Regions from separate parts of the Sus scrofa genome. Here all the other regions are linked to region 4. A link is a contact called in public Hi-C data. All regions are on one chromosome and are shown on one strand. Each heading gives the region's core, a stretch centred on a gene start, on an enhancer-like site or on the middle of the called end of the contact. The rest is flanking DNA. Distances are from core to core; before and after follow the strand shown. Region 1 holds the start of ATF6B (activating transcription factor 6 beta). Region 2 holds the start of TCF19 (transcription factor 19). Region 3 holds the start of PBX2 (PBX homeobox 2). Region 4 holds the start of MSH5 (mutS homolog 5).

Region 1 (2,700 bases), core at 168-2,667, 320 kb before region 4:
CAGCCGGCCAAATTCTAGAAAATCTTCAAGAAATTGAAAAGCTGGCCGTTGGACGTGAAGGAGATTCTGATAAATCTCATGGACCAGCCAGTGAGATGCCAGAGCCCCTTCAAGCTTCTGAACTCTGGTACTGCCCCGATGGGAGCTTTGTCAAAAAGATCCTAATCCATGGCCACGGCTTGGACAAACCCAAGCTGGGCTCCCGCTGCCGGGTACAGGTTTTGGGATTTCCTTTGGGGTCAGGGCTGCCAGAGGGCTGGACAGAGCTAACTATGGGGTTAGGCCCATGGAGGGAGGAAACTTGGGGAGAGCTTGTAGAGAAGTGCTTGGAGTCCATGTGTCAAGGTGAGGAGGCAGAACTTCAGCTCCCTGGGCGCTCTGGACCTCCTGTCAGGCTCAAACTGGCCTCCTTCACTCAAGGCCGGGACTCCTGGGAGCTAGAGCCCACCGAAAAGGAGGCCCTGGCCAGGGAAGAACGTGCACGGGGCACAGAATTATTTAGAGCTGGGAACCCTGAAGGGGCTGCCCGATGCTATGGACGGGCTCTTCGGCTGCTGCTGACTTTACCTCCACCTGGCTCTCCAGAACGAACTGTCCTTCATGCCAATCTGGCTGCCTGTCAGTTGCTGCTAGGGCAGCCCCATTTGGCAGCCCAGAGCTGTGACCGGGTGCTGGAGCGGGAGCCTGGCCATTTAAAGGCCTTGTACCGAAGGGGGGTTGCCCAGGCTGCTCTTGGGAACCTGGACAAAGCAACTGCTGACCTCAAGAAAGTGCTGGCAGTAGACCCCAAAAATCGGGCAGCCCAGGAGGAGCTGGGAAAGGTGATCATTCAAGGGAAGAAACAAGATGCAGGACTGGCTCAGGGACTGCGCAAGATGTTTGGCTAATTAAAAGTTAAACCTTAAAAGAGACAGGAACCTGTGAATTGTGGTCTATGTTGTGAGTTTTGGGGGGAGGGGCCAGTGGGAGGATTTCACCCACATACTTTTACCAGCTTTTGCCTTCCTAGGGAAGGTAGCAGTGGTCTTAGTGTATGTACCTCTTTACCGTTTTACCATGAAAAAGCCTTATGGTCACGTGTGGTATATTTTGCGGGGCTTATCTATCTCCAAAGATGAACACAAGCTATCTAAACTTCTAAATTCAGTACTGTTTGGGGGAGACGGCGAACCTTCAAAACCCGGTACCTACGTTTCCTAGGCGCTTTCAGGCTGGGTCCGGCTTGGCGCACGCGCAAACTTCACTGCCTGGTATTGCGGAGGTGCTAGCCTCCGGGGCGCTCCTATTGGCCGGTCCTATACAGCCACCGCCTATATTGTCTCACGTGCTCAATACCCAGGTCTCTTACTGGTTGGGAGAGCTTCCGGGGCGTTCCCCCACTTTTGAGGAGCCAGCCGATTAGTTGATGATGGGAGAGGCGGGCCTTGGGAACTGTCTCGTGGTTGGGGGGTGGGGGGGAAAGATGGCGGAGCTGATGCTCCTCAGCGAGATTGCGGACCCGACGCGTTTTTTCACCGACAACTTGCTGAGCCCGGAGGACTGGGGTGTGCGGAGTGAGGCCTCGGGGAGGGGAGGGGGCTGTGGCATATTGTGCCCCTGAGGCACGCAGGAGGAAGCGGAGGCCCAAAGAGGAAGGCTGGACAGATACGGAATCCATCATTCTGAGGAAGGCGGAACAGGGGGGCTGGTGGTGCTTTCGGGGAGATGCGGGAGTTGGGGCAGACCTCCCCTCCCTGCGGAAATATGGAGTTGTTCCGGGGTCGGGGAAGGAGGGGCTGGAGTTCTCTGGCTGGATCACTTTTCAAGTGGGCGGGCGGTGGATCTGGCCGCGCAGAGGCAGTGAGCGACGGGGCGAGGGCTGTTGTGGGGTTCCGAAGGCTGCGCTAGCGGACGACTCCGCTGACCCTCCGCCCCTCTTGCAGACAGCACCTTGTACGCCGGCCTGGATGAAGTGGCCGAGGAGCCGACGCAGCTTTTCCGTTGCCCGGAGGAAGATGTCCCGGTATCGCTCCCCGGGCCTTGGCCTTGACTCTTACCCTTGGTGGGTGGAAGTGGTCTCAGAACTGGGGCTTATCCCCAGGCCAGAGCTCATCCGGAGCCATCCCTTCAGCCTCACACTCCTGCCATCTAATACCCTCTCCTGTTCAGTTTGGCAGCAGCTCCCTGGACTTGGGGATGGATGTCAGCCCTCCCGAACCCCCCTGGGACCCTCTGCCTATCTTCCCAGGTAAGATACCCTTTGTGATTCCCTCATCCTTTCAGAAACCGTTATCTTCCCATTGTTTCCCAGCAACTATGCAGTTCCTCGTTTTCTCACACGAGTGCCCGTGTACTCCCCCCTTTTGATCTCTTATGTGTGCTCCTTCCTCCTCACCCCAGTGAGGGGCTCTTACCCCATGTCCTTGGGTACTTTTCAAACTTTTGTCAGGCTCTGCTTCCCGGTTATTTTCTTACTCTTTTCCCCCCAGATCTTCAGGTGAAGTCTGAGCCATCCTCCCCCTGCTCTTCCTCCTCCCTCAGCTCTGAAGCATCACATCTTTCCACAGAGCCCTCCAGCCAGGTGAGAGAGTCTTGTCCCTCCTACTTTCTGTGGCAGGGACTCTCCTCCCATCCCTTCACCTATAGATGCTGGTGGAATGATTTGTGTGTTATGAGTCCCGGTTGGGGGGGGGGGCTTCTTTTGTGCATTTGCAATTTCTT
Region 2 (2,700 bases), core at 91-2,590, 290 kb after region 4:
AAGGTCAGAAGGTCACCATCACTCAACTCCAGCCTGTGACCCCTTGGGAGTCGGACATTATTGACCAAAGTCCCTGTTGGTGGTGGGACACCAGACAGAACGACAGAAACAAATGGTGGGTCAGAAGTGGAGAGATCTGGTCCTGTTTGATTTTCTGGGGAACACGAGGAAGAACATTGCATCTGTTATCCAGTTCTCATGTTCTAAGTCCCTTCGCAGGTAACACCAGATAGCAAGCTCTTTGTGAACTGGGAACAAATTTTTGTTTCTTATGCCCTCCCACTGGAGGCATGGAGGGAAAAAGCTCCTTCCCTCAATCTACTGAGGTCTGATTCTCAGAGATGCTCACTCACCCAGCTCCGCCTCAACACCTATCCGCATAGTTCAGATTGTCTAGGTTCAAATCCAAGCTCCACTACTTAACCAGCCATGTGGCCCTGGACAACTTTTGTGCCTCATTTTCCTTGTCTGGAAAGTGGGGATATTTGTGCTCACCTACATTTAGTGCATTTAGGACAGTTCTGGCTTGTAACAGTAAGCACTAGGTGCATCTTGGCCACTAGTTATCCAATCCTCACAACATTCCCAACCAAAACAGACCTAAGAAAGGCTTATAGTTTACCTAGGAGGAAACTAATACCTAGAAAGGTGAAGTGACAGGCCTGAGGGACGCTGCCGGGGGTCAGTGGCACCACTCAGATGTGAACCCAGGCCTTCTGAGACTGTAATTGCCTCCGAGTCAAAGGAGTAAGACATAGGTTCAGATCATTAAAACAATTCAACATGTAACTGCCCTAAGCCAAGAACAAGGTGCCAACTTGGGAACAAGTCTGGAAACTTGGTCAAGTCTGAGCTTGGCCCCAGGACAACCCACTGCGATACTTCTCTGATGATGCTCCCGCCCCTGAATGAGCTAAACAAGGTCAGCTCCACAAAGAGCTTCTGACACTGCACATTTCTGGTGGGAGGACAGGTCTGGGTGATAACCATCCAGCCAGCCCAAAGGGGAGATTGGGTGGAAGGCAGGCAATGGTCCCTGTGGAGACTTTGCAGCCCAGAACTGCCATTGCCCAGGCATAAGGCTGCTCTGCTCACTCCTCACCTTGGCTGCTATGGTCCTCCAGGCTGACCCTCCAGTCATCACCCCGGCGCTCAGCGTGCAGCTCCGCGTGGACTTCCGAGATGAAGCCGGGCTCCTGCTGGGGCCGCAGGGCCACATCACACAGGTCGGCCCTGCAGCCCAAGCGGTAGGTGCAGCCAGCCCCACTTGGGGGGTGGAAGGTGTAAAGGTCGACACCCCTGCCGCCCCCTATGCGCAGCAGCTGGAAGCAGGGCAGCATGGGCGGTGCCCCCTCTGCACCACCTCTTCCACTTCAGGAATCCATCACTTCCCAATCCTGGGCCATGCACAGCTGGCCTAAGTTCTCTTTCCCTCTGATGCAGAGTTGAACTGTGCTTTGTGCAATCTCAACCTTGGGCACGCTCCCCGAATAGTGTAAATTCAGAGTGCAAGGGCCTAGGATTCGATGCAAGATTGGCTGTCAACAGTTTTCCAACTGAAAAATTTCGTGAGGGTCCCAGTATAGTGCAAAGACGAAGATGTCCTATGGCACGAAGTTGAATCAGATCCTCAGGCTGCAGAATATTCCGGGAGCCTTCAAGTCTGTGCCAGGCAACAATACGTTAGGCAGCTTCTGGGGAATATGCGAATTGCAAGGGGGGAGGACTGGGGTCCTGCTTCTGTGTGATACTAACTTGTCACCTCAGTGTAATTTGGAGAAGTTTCCTGTCAATTCTGCTAATCCAAACAGAGTAACCCACCTGCTAGCCTGCGCCTCGCTCTTCTGGCCAACCCCTCACTCATAACTAGATAGCTTAAACCCCCGTGGGAAGTCTATCCACTGTCATCCCTCCAAAGGCAGTGCAAATGGGTCTCTATGTTCTCTAACAAAGCGGATCTAAACCCCTGCTTCCCGACTTCTCCAGGTGGGATTAAAGACAGGATAGGGCTTCCCGGGATCATGCGAGGGAAACCCAGCCTTTTCCCTCCCCGCCGCAATCCAGATTCTTATCTACCGCGAGGTGCAGTCTCGAAGCGGTCCCCTCTCCGGGCAGTGCCAGCCTGTGCGGCAGCTCAGGATCTCTCAGGCTCCGGCCAGGGCTGGTGCTCCAGCGGCTGTTTGACAGCGAGGAAGCCGGGGCCAGGAGGGGCGCCGTCTCCGCGCGCGGGCAGTACCGACCCCGCCTTCGGAATTCCCGGGTCTGAACTTCGCGCCGAGAGAGCCCGCCCCCCGTGCCGTTTCTGATTGGCCATCTCTTTTGCCCTCCTTCTCTCCATTGGGCGACGCGCTGGGAGGGTCTCCGATCTCCCGCCTTCCGCTTTTTCTGATTAGTTCACAAGTTTTCCCGGGTTCCCGGAGTTGGGAGGAGCCGCCAGGGCGCGGAGATGCCCTCAGTGCCATAATTGGGCCGGGCTTTAGACTACCGCGCCTGCGTACACCTCTTCCCCTCCTCCTCCCGGAAGGGTGAAGGGCTTTAGAGCGTCCCGCCAACCTGCCCGCTTTGCGCAGGCGCGGTCAGGGGCTGAGGCCGCGCTTCTGAGCTAGGGGTAGGGGGTGTGGTCAAAGGGCAGAGGGGTCGCTCGCGCTGGGTAAGGGGTATTCGGGAAGAGTCGGTTGGGGGCGGGAAGGGCCAAGAGGG
Region 3 (2,700 bases), core at 74-2,573, 370 kb before region 4:
GCAAAGGTCCCAGCCCCCCACACACACCTGCTAAGACTTGAGCTCCCACCAGCCCTTCTGCACTCCCGGGGTTCAAAGCTGGGCGGCCCACTGCAGGCCTTGAGCCCTGCCCCGCAGGGGCACCAGAGACTGGAAGAACCAGCAGAATTCTCAATATTCACTGCCCTCATCCACCTTTCCTGGGAACTAGAGGGGGTGAAAGTCCTCAAACCCTGGGAATTGTCAAGGTAGGATGGATATTTAACTCCCCCTGTGACCAAGTAGGTGGGAGCTTGAGGCCGGGAGAGGATCCTAGGTACAGAGGGACACCTCACCCTTTCCTCTGATCTCAGGGAGGGCCTGGAGTCTTGGTCCTGAGCTGTGGGGACACCCTCCCCCCATAGTCTGGCCACCAGGTGGGAGCTGAGGGCTCAGGCCTCCACCTCCCAAGGAGGCAAATCTCCGGAGGTTCTGACCTGAGAGACAGTTCCACCCTTCTTCCCAACAAGAAGGGAGGAGAGGGCACAGCAGAGACATTGACTCTTCTCCCACCCCCCCACCCCCCCACCCTGGCACATCGCCCCCCCAGCCCCAGAACTGAGGGGCCTACAGCCTGTGGATGGACATTGAGCCCTGCCCACCCTCCCTCCCCACTGCTGTTCTGAACTGTCTGATGTTTGGTTATGTGAATAAATATAATTCCCCTCTGGACTGAAGACTGGTGTCTGGGTGGCAGGGTGGAGGGTAGGAAGGTGAGGCCAGAGGCCGCCACTCTCTCCAGTCTGGCCAGAGGCCAGCTCCCCTCCCTGGCTGGTTAATTACTGGCTCATTAAGCAGCGGCTAGAGACCTTCCTAATTATCCCCCCCAGCCCCCCTCTCCTGGTTTTAATTAAGTAGAACAGGGAGGGGAGTCATTAGGAGAAGAAATATGAACTAAGCTGTCTGTGAACCCAGGCATTCCCGCGGCCGGAGTCCACATCAGCTAGAACCCGGATTCAGAACCCCGGCGGCAGGTGCCCCCAGCCCCCAACACGGCGCCCTCCCAAGCCACAGAGGTCCATCCCTGGGGCCTTCCCTTCTTTTCCCCAAGGGCCAGTCTCCTCCCCTCGTCCCCTCCTCCACTTGGTCTCAGTTCCTCTGTTTCTGTGTCTCTCTCCGCCCCCAGCTCCTCCCTGTTCCTCCTCTCTTCTCCCCTCCTCTTCCTCCCCAGCTCCCCTCCCCCAGCCTCCTCCTCCCTCCTCCCCCCTCCTCCCTCCTCCCTCCTCCCTCCCTCTCTCTCCCTCTCCTCTCTCCTCTCTCTCTCCCCTCCCTCTCTCTCTCTCTCTCTCTCTCTCTCTCTCTCTCTCTCACTCACACACCCCCGCTTGGGCCTCCTCTCTCTCTCCGGCTCCATTTTCTCCGCCGCCGGGGGCCGGGGTCTCCTGTGGGGGGCCCAGACGGTACCCCAGGTCTCCCTCCAGGGCCGGGGCGGACCCCCGGGAGAGCCGGGAGAGGGGGAGACGGGCGGGGGTTGGGGTGGAGGGAGCAGCGGCCCCGGCGAGTTTGGGGGGGAAGGAACCAGGCGGGGGGAGGGGCGGAGCAGGGAGGGGGCCTCAGGGCCCCCCCCAACTATGGACGAGCGGCTGCTGGGGCCGCCCCCTCCAGGCGGGGGCCGGGGGGGCCTGGGATTGGTGGGTGGGGAGCCTGGGGGCCCTGGCGAACCTCCCGGTGGCGGAGACCCCGGTGGGGGTAGCGGGGGGGTCCCGGGAGGCCGAGGGAAGCAAGACATCGGGGACATTCTGCAGCAGATAATGACCATCACCGACCAGAGCCTGGACGAGGCCCAGGCCAAGTGAGTGCCCCCAACCCGGGACCCCACACAGACCCAGCAGAATGCCCGTTCACAAGCTCTGAGCCTGCTGGGAGCCCCCCAACTCCAGGACCCTCCCCAGGATCCTTCAGCTCTCCCTTCCTTTCCTTTCTCGCGGGAGCCCAGAGATAACTGATCCCTCTCAAGCCTCCTTTCAGCCCCAGTCCCCGAAACCTTCAAAAGGGGGAACCCTAGGTGGCTCACCCCCCCAACTCTCACTGACCCCCCCCCACTCTCCCCTGGAACACCCTGCCATCTCCAGAGCTCCCTTCTGGCTCCCAGACTAAGATCTTCTCCCCTAAACTCTCCAGCCCACCGTCGGCCTGCGGGCCTCCACACCCCTGCCCAGAGCTCCTACCATTCCTCTCCAGCCCTGGCCCAGCCTCCAAGGGGCCGAGCTCACCCTCTGCCCCAGCTCAGCTGACACTGGAAGCATCAGAGCCTCCCGCCCTGCTCAGTCCCAGGACCCTTCTTCACACACCTCTATACCGAACTCCCCACTCTAGCTTAGCACCTCTGACCCCTCAAACTCCAACTCTTCTCCTCCCCAGCCTCCTCTCTTCCTCTGAAATGTACCTAGTCACCCTCATTTCTGCAGTCACCCCAGGTCGTCCTCTCAACCCTTCTGGATCCTCTCCCACGGTCCTCCGCCCGGCCATGGTGCCTTTCGCCGGCTGCACCTTCCCTCCACCCATCCAAAGCCAAGCCGCTTCCCCGAGTGTCCACACACTGGGAGCCGATCTCTTCCTATGAACCCCCCAACTCCGTTCTGCCCCGAACCCCACTTTCTCCCACCACAGATTTACCCATCTCCTCCCTTGTTCCCAGGCTCTCTCTCACCCTCCTGGGTGTGTCGCTTTGTGGTTGGTCTT
Region 4 (2,700 bases), core at 164-2,663:
TCCCTGACCTGGGAACTTCCATATGCTGTAAGTGTGGCTGAAAAAAAAATAAATAAACAAACAAAAACAAATTTTTTAAAAAAGAAAAGAAAGGACCATCAGTCTGTACATCTAAGTCCTTGTGCCTCTGTTCCACCTTCCCTCTCACTCAATTCTGGTCACCTGGCTGTAACTCCTCCAAGACCCTTTAGTCTCCTGGAACATTCCATACTTCAGTCCTTCCCATTTTCCCCCTTTCGCTTACTTAGTCCTTACCAAGCTTTCCCAGAAATCGGGTCATATTCTCATCCTGTTTGGCGCTGGTAACAACAGACAGGGGATTGATTTCATCCAGAACTTGAAAGGAGAATGGAGAACAAACGAGTTCAAAGATTTTTATCTTTTGCCCAAAAGGAAATCTGTAGTCTTCCCCTTGCTATCTCCCTTCACCCCATACAATTTATTTCCTCCCTCTAAGAGTAGGGAGTGCCCCCACATTGGGAGCATAGATAGGAGGAGTCAGGCATGAGATTAAATCTCCAGCACCTGGTACACTTGCGGATAATAAGCTGAATTCCTAAAAACAACAAAGGGAGTCTCTTGGCGTCAATTACTAAAAACAACAAAGGGAGCCTCTAGGAGTCAATTAATAAAATAGATTGAGTCAGCTAAGGACATATGTGTGAAATACACTTCCAGCCCCATAGAAGAGGAATGCATAGCTCTGTCCTCACCTCTCTGCAGCAGCTTGAGGCTCTCATGGTCTGGGGCATCTGGCATGAAGTGGATGGTGGAGTCACCAGTGTCATAGTAGGCAATGCCCAGGTGTCCTGAATTCCACAGCACACACAGATGAATCTGTCCAGCAAGGAAGGAAACTAAAATTTGAACCAGGGTTGGGCCATGCCTCATTTAATTTTAATCATCTTATCAACTCTGAGATAGGGGTTTTTTCGTAGCTCAGTGGGTTAAGGATCGGGCAGCTTTGTCACAGCAGTGGCTTGGGTGGCTGCAGTAGTTCGGGTTGGCTCCTTGGTCCGGGAACTCCCCAAAATAAACAAAAAAAAAGAACCCCTCTGAGATAGGCATCAACATCACCATTCAGTAAATGTGAAACCGACACTCAGTGGAGGCAAGTAACTAGCACAGCTCTTCCCAGCCGCTTTACCTTCTAACAATCAGACGTTCCAATTAACTCCCCCTCTCCAATTTCCAGCTCCTGCTCTCCCGCCCCCCACATCACCCCAGCCCCGACCTCCGCGGGTTCCTCCTCTTCCTCCTCCTCCCCCTCCCCGAAGCCGGGCACTGGGGCCAGGCTGGGGAGGCTGGTCGGGGCCTCCCCGGGTCCCGGCTCCTGCGGCGTCCTGCCTGAGGTCGCTCCTACGGAAGCCATGGCCGTGGAGGCTCTGTGGATGCAGAAAATGAAGGCGGTTCAGGAGCGAGATCTCTCCCGCGAGAAGGAGAGGGTGGGGGGTGTGTGCAGAAATACGAATCTACTGAGGATTAATGGGAGAAGGCCGAGGGGGCAGGGCTGCGAGGGCCTGCGAGAGATGTGGTCACAAGTGCAAGGCATTTGGAGGAGCGATTTCTCGGGTATTTCACTAAAGTACAGGCTGTGGGAAACTCCACCCCCCCCCATTTCTGTCACGCAGAGGCTGTACTTGGCAAACAGCCTGAGAGCCCCAAGGGGCGAACTGTGCACACCTCCTCTCTTCTCCCCAGCCAACCAGGCCCCAGAAATCACAGCCTCAAGCTCTAGACTACCCCACTCAGACGCGGACAACTGGCGGTATTTTCCCGCGTTTTCAGTCACCTGGGTTGCGACGTGTGCAAGACCGCGTCACTAACAGCCGCGAGCAGGAGGTAGGGGTGTGCCGTCGGCGCGACGGCGGGGTGCGCGCGCACATGCCCCGCCTTCCTAGACACTATTGGTTGAAGAGACCCGGATCCTGCATAGACATCCAACAGAATGAAAAGGAGCAGAGGCCCGCAGAAAAGACTGGACGATGATTGGCTTATTCGCATATAGGGCAGGACCAGAACGTTCAAACTTCCCGCCCTCTGCAGTTGCCTAGCACCCAGGCCTCTGGCAGTCAGATTGCTGGGCTGTGATTGACGCGGGGTGGAGCCTGTGAGAAGATCCAAAGCAGAGCTTGAATTTAGCCCCCCCCCCCCCGCCCCCGGAACCTTATAGGAGAATCTGGAGAAGAGGCCGACCTTAAAGGAACAGAGACGCGGCTTTTTGATTTTTTTTTTTTTTCTCTGAAGAGTGGAGATAAGCAATAGTAATTCAACCTGTGCCAACAATTCCAAGTTAATAGGTATAAAGAGCTTAGAACAGTGTCTGGCAAACATATTAAGAGCCATTTGAGAATTTTAAATAAATACGTAAACATAAGAAACGAGGCTCCTATCTCAGCCCACATTTGCCTGGGTGCTGAGTATGATTCCTCCCACAGGGGTCACAGGGCCTAATTAATAATTTCGGCGCCCCAGGAGAAGATAGAACCATTCGAATTACACCAACTTCTGGCAGAGAGCGCTAGACCTGATAAGAATACCTACACCTCTACTGGGACATGCCCCTACCCCTACACACACACTCACACACACCCCTAAGGACAGAAGGGTGTCATTCATTCTGGGCCAGGTCCGTGGACTGGAAGCAGGGATTATAATTAAGTCCTTATTCCATAAGCCTGATTTTTGAGTCTGTGTGTG

Evidence for each region. Hi-C and Micro-C count contacts between places; a contact is called where the count stands out from the background.
Region 1: a Hi-C map of liver shows a contact between it and region 4, with 6 times the contacts expected there. The contact joins the promoter of ATF6B here to the promoter of MSH5 in region 4. A contact is called at or near these places in 2 of 47 Hi-C or Micro-C datasets (heart right ventricle and liver).
Region 2: a Hi-C map of liver shows a contact between it and region 4, with 4 times the contacts expected there. The contact joins the promoter of TCF19 here to the promoter of MSH5 in region 4. A contact is called at or near these places in 2 of 47 Hi-C or Micro-C datasets (heart right ventricle and liver).
Region 3: a Hi-C map of skeletal muscle shows a contact between it and region 4, with 2.7 times the contacts expected there. The contact joins the promoter of PBX2 here to the promoter of MSH5 in region 4. A contact is called at or near these places in 1 of 47 Hi-C or Micro-C datasets (skeletal muscle) and 1 of 2 datasets of contacts at active chromatin or transcription factors (alveolar macrophages).

What each region holds. Positions count from the first base shown.
Region 1 is chr7:24,170,448-24,173,147 of Sscrofa11.1, reverse strand. ATF6B (activating transcription factor 6 beta) reads left to right here and starts at 1,417. Exons shown (of 18, transcript NM_001123103.1): 1 at 1,417-1,544; 2 at 1,923-2,002; 3 at 2,149-2,227; 4 at 2,469-2,560. The coding sequence starts at 1,463. It overlaps FKBPL (FK506 binding protein like), which reads left to right. Exons shown (of 1, transcript NM_001128485.1): 1 at 1-887. The coding sequence ends at 887.
Region 2 is chr7:23,557,917-23,560,616 of Sscrofa11.1, reverse strand. It overlaps TCF19 (transcription factor 19), which reads right to left and starts at 1,340. Exons shown (of 3, transcript NM_001167591.1): 1 at 1,103-1,340; 2 at 1-73. The coding sequence starts at 1,340. It overlaps CCHCR1 (coiled-coil alpha-helical rod protein 1), which reads left to right and starts at 2,467. Exons shown (of 18, transcript XM_021098445.1): 1 at 2,467-2,608.
Region 3 is chr7:24,225,563-24,228,262 of Sscrofa11.1, reverse strand. PBX2 (PBX homeobox 2) reads left to right here and starts at 1,323. Exons shown (of 10, transcript NM_001123157.1): 1 at 1,323-1,810. The coding sequence starts at 1,590. It overlaps GPSM3 (G protein signaling modulator 3), which reads left to right. Exons shown (of 4, transcript NM_001123119.1): 4 at 1-690. The coding sequence ends at 34.
Region 4 is chr7:23,852,064-23,854,763 of Sscrofa11.1, reverse strand. MSH5 (mutS homolog 5) reads right to left here and starts at 1,413. Exons shown (of 24, transcript NM_001195358.1): 1 at 1,223-1,413; 2 at 714-837; 3 at 256-336. The coding sequence starts at 1,372.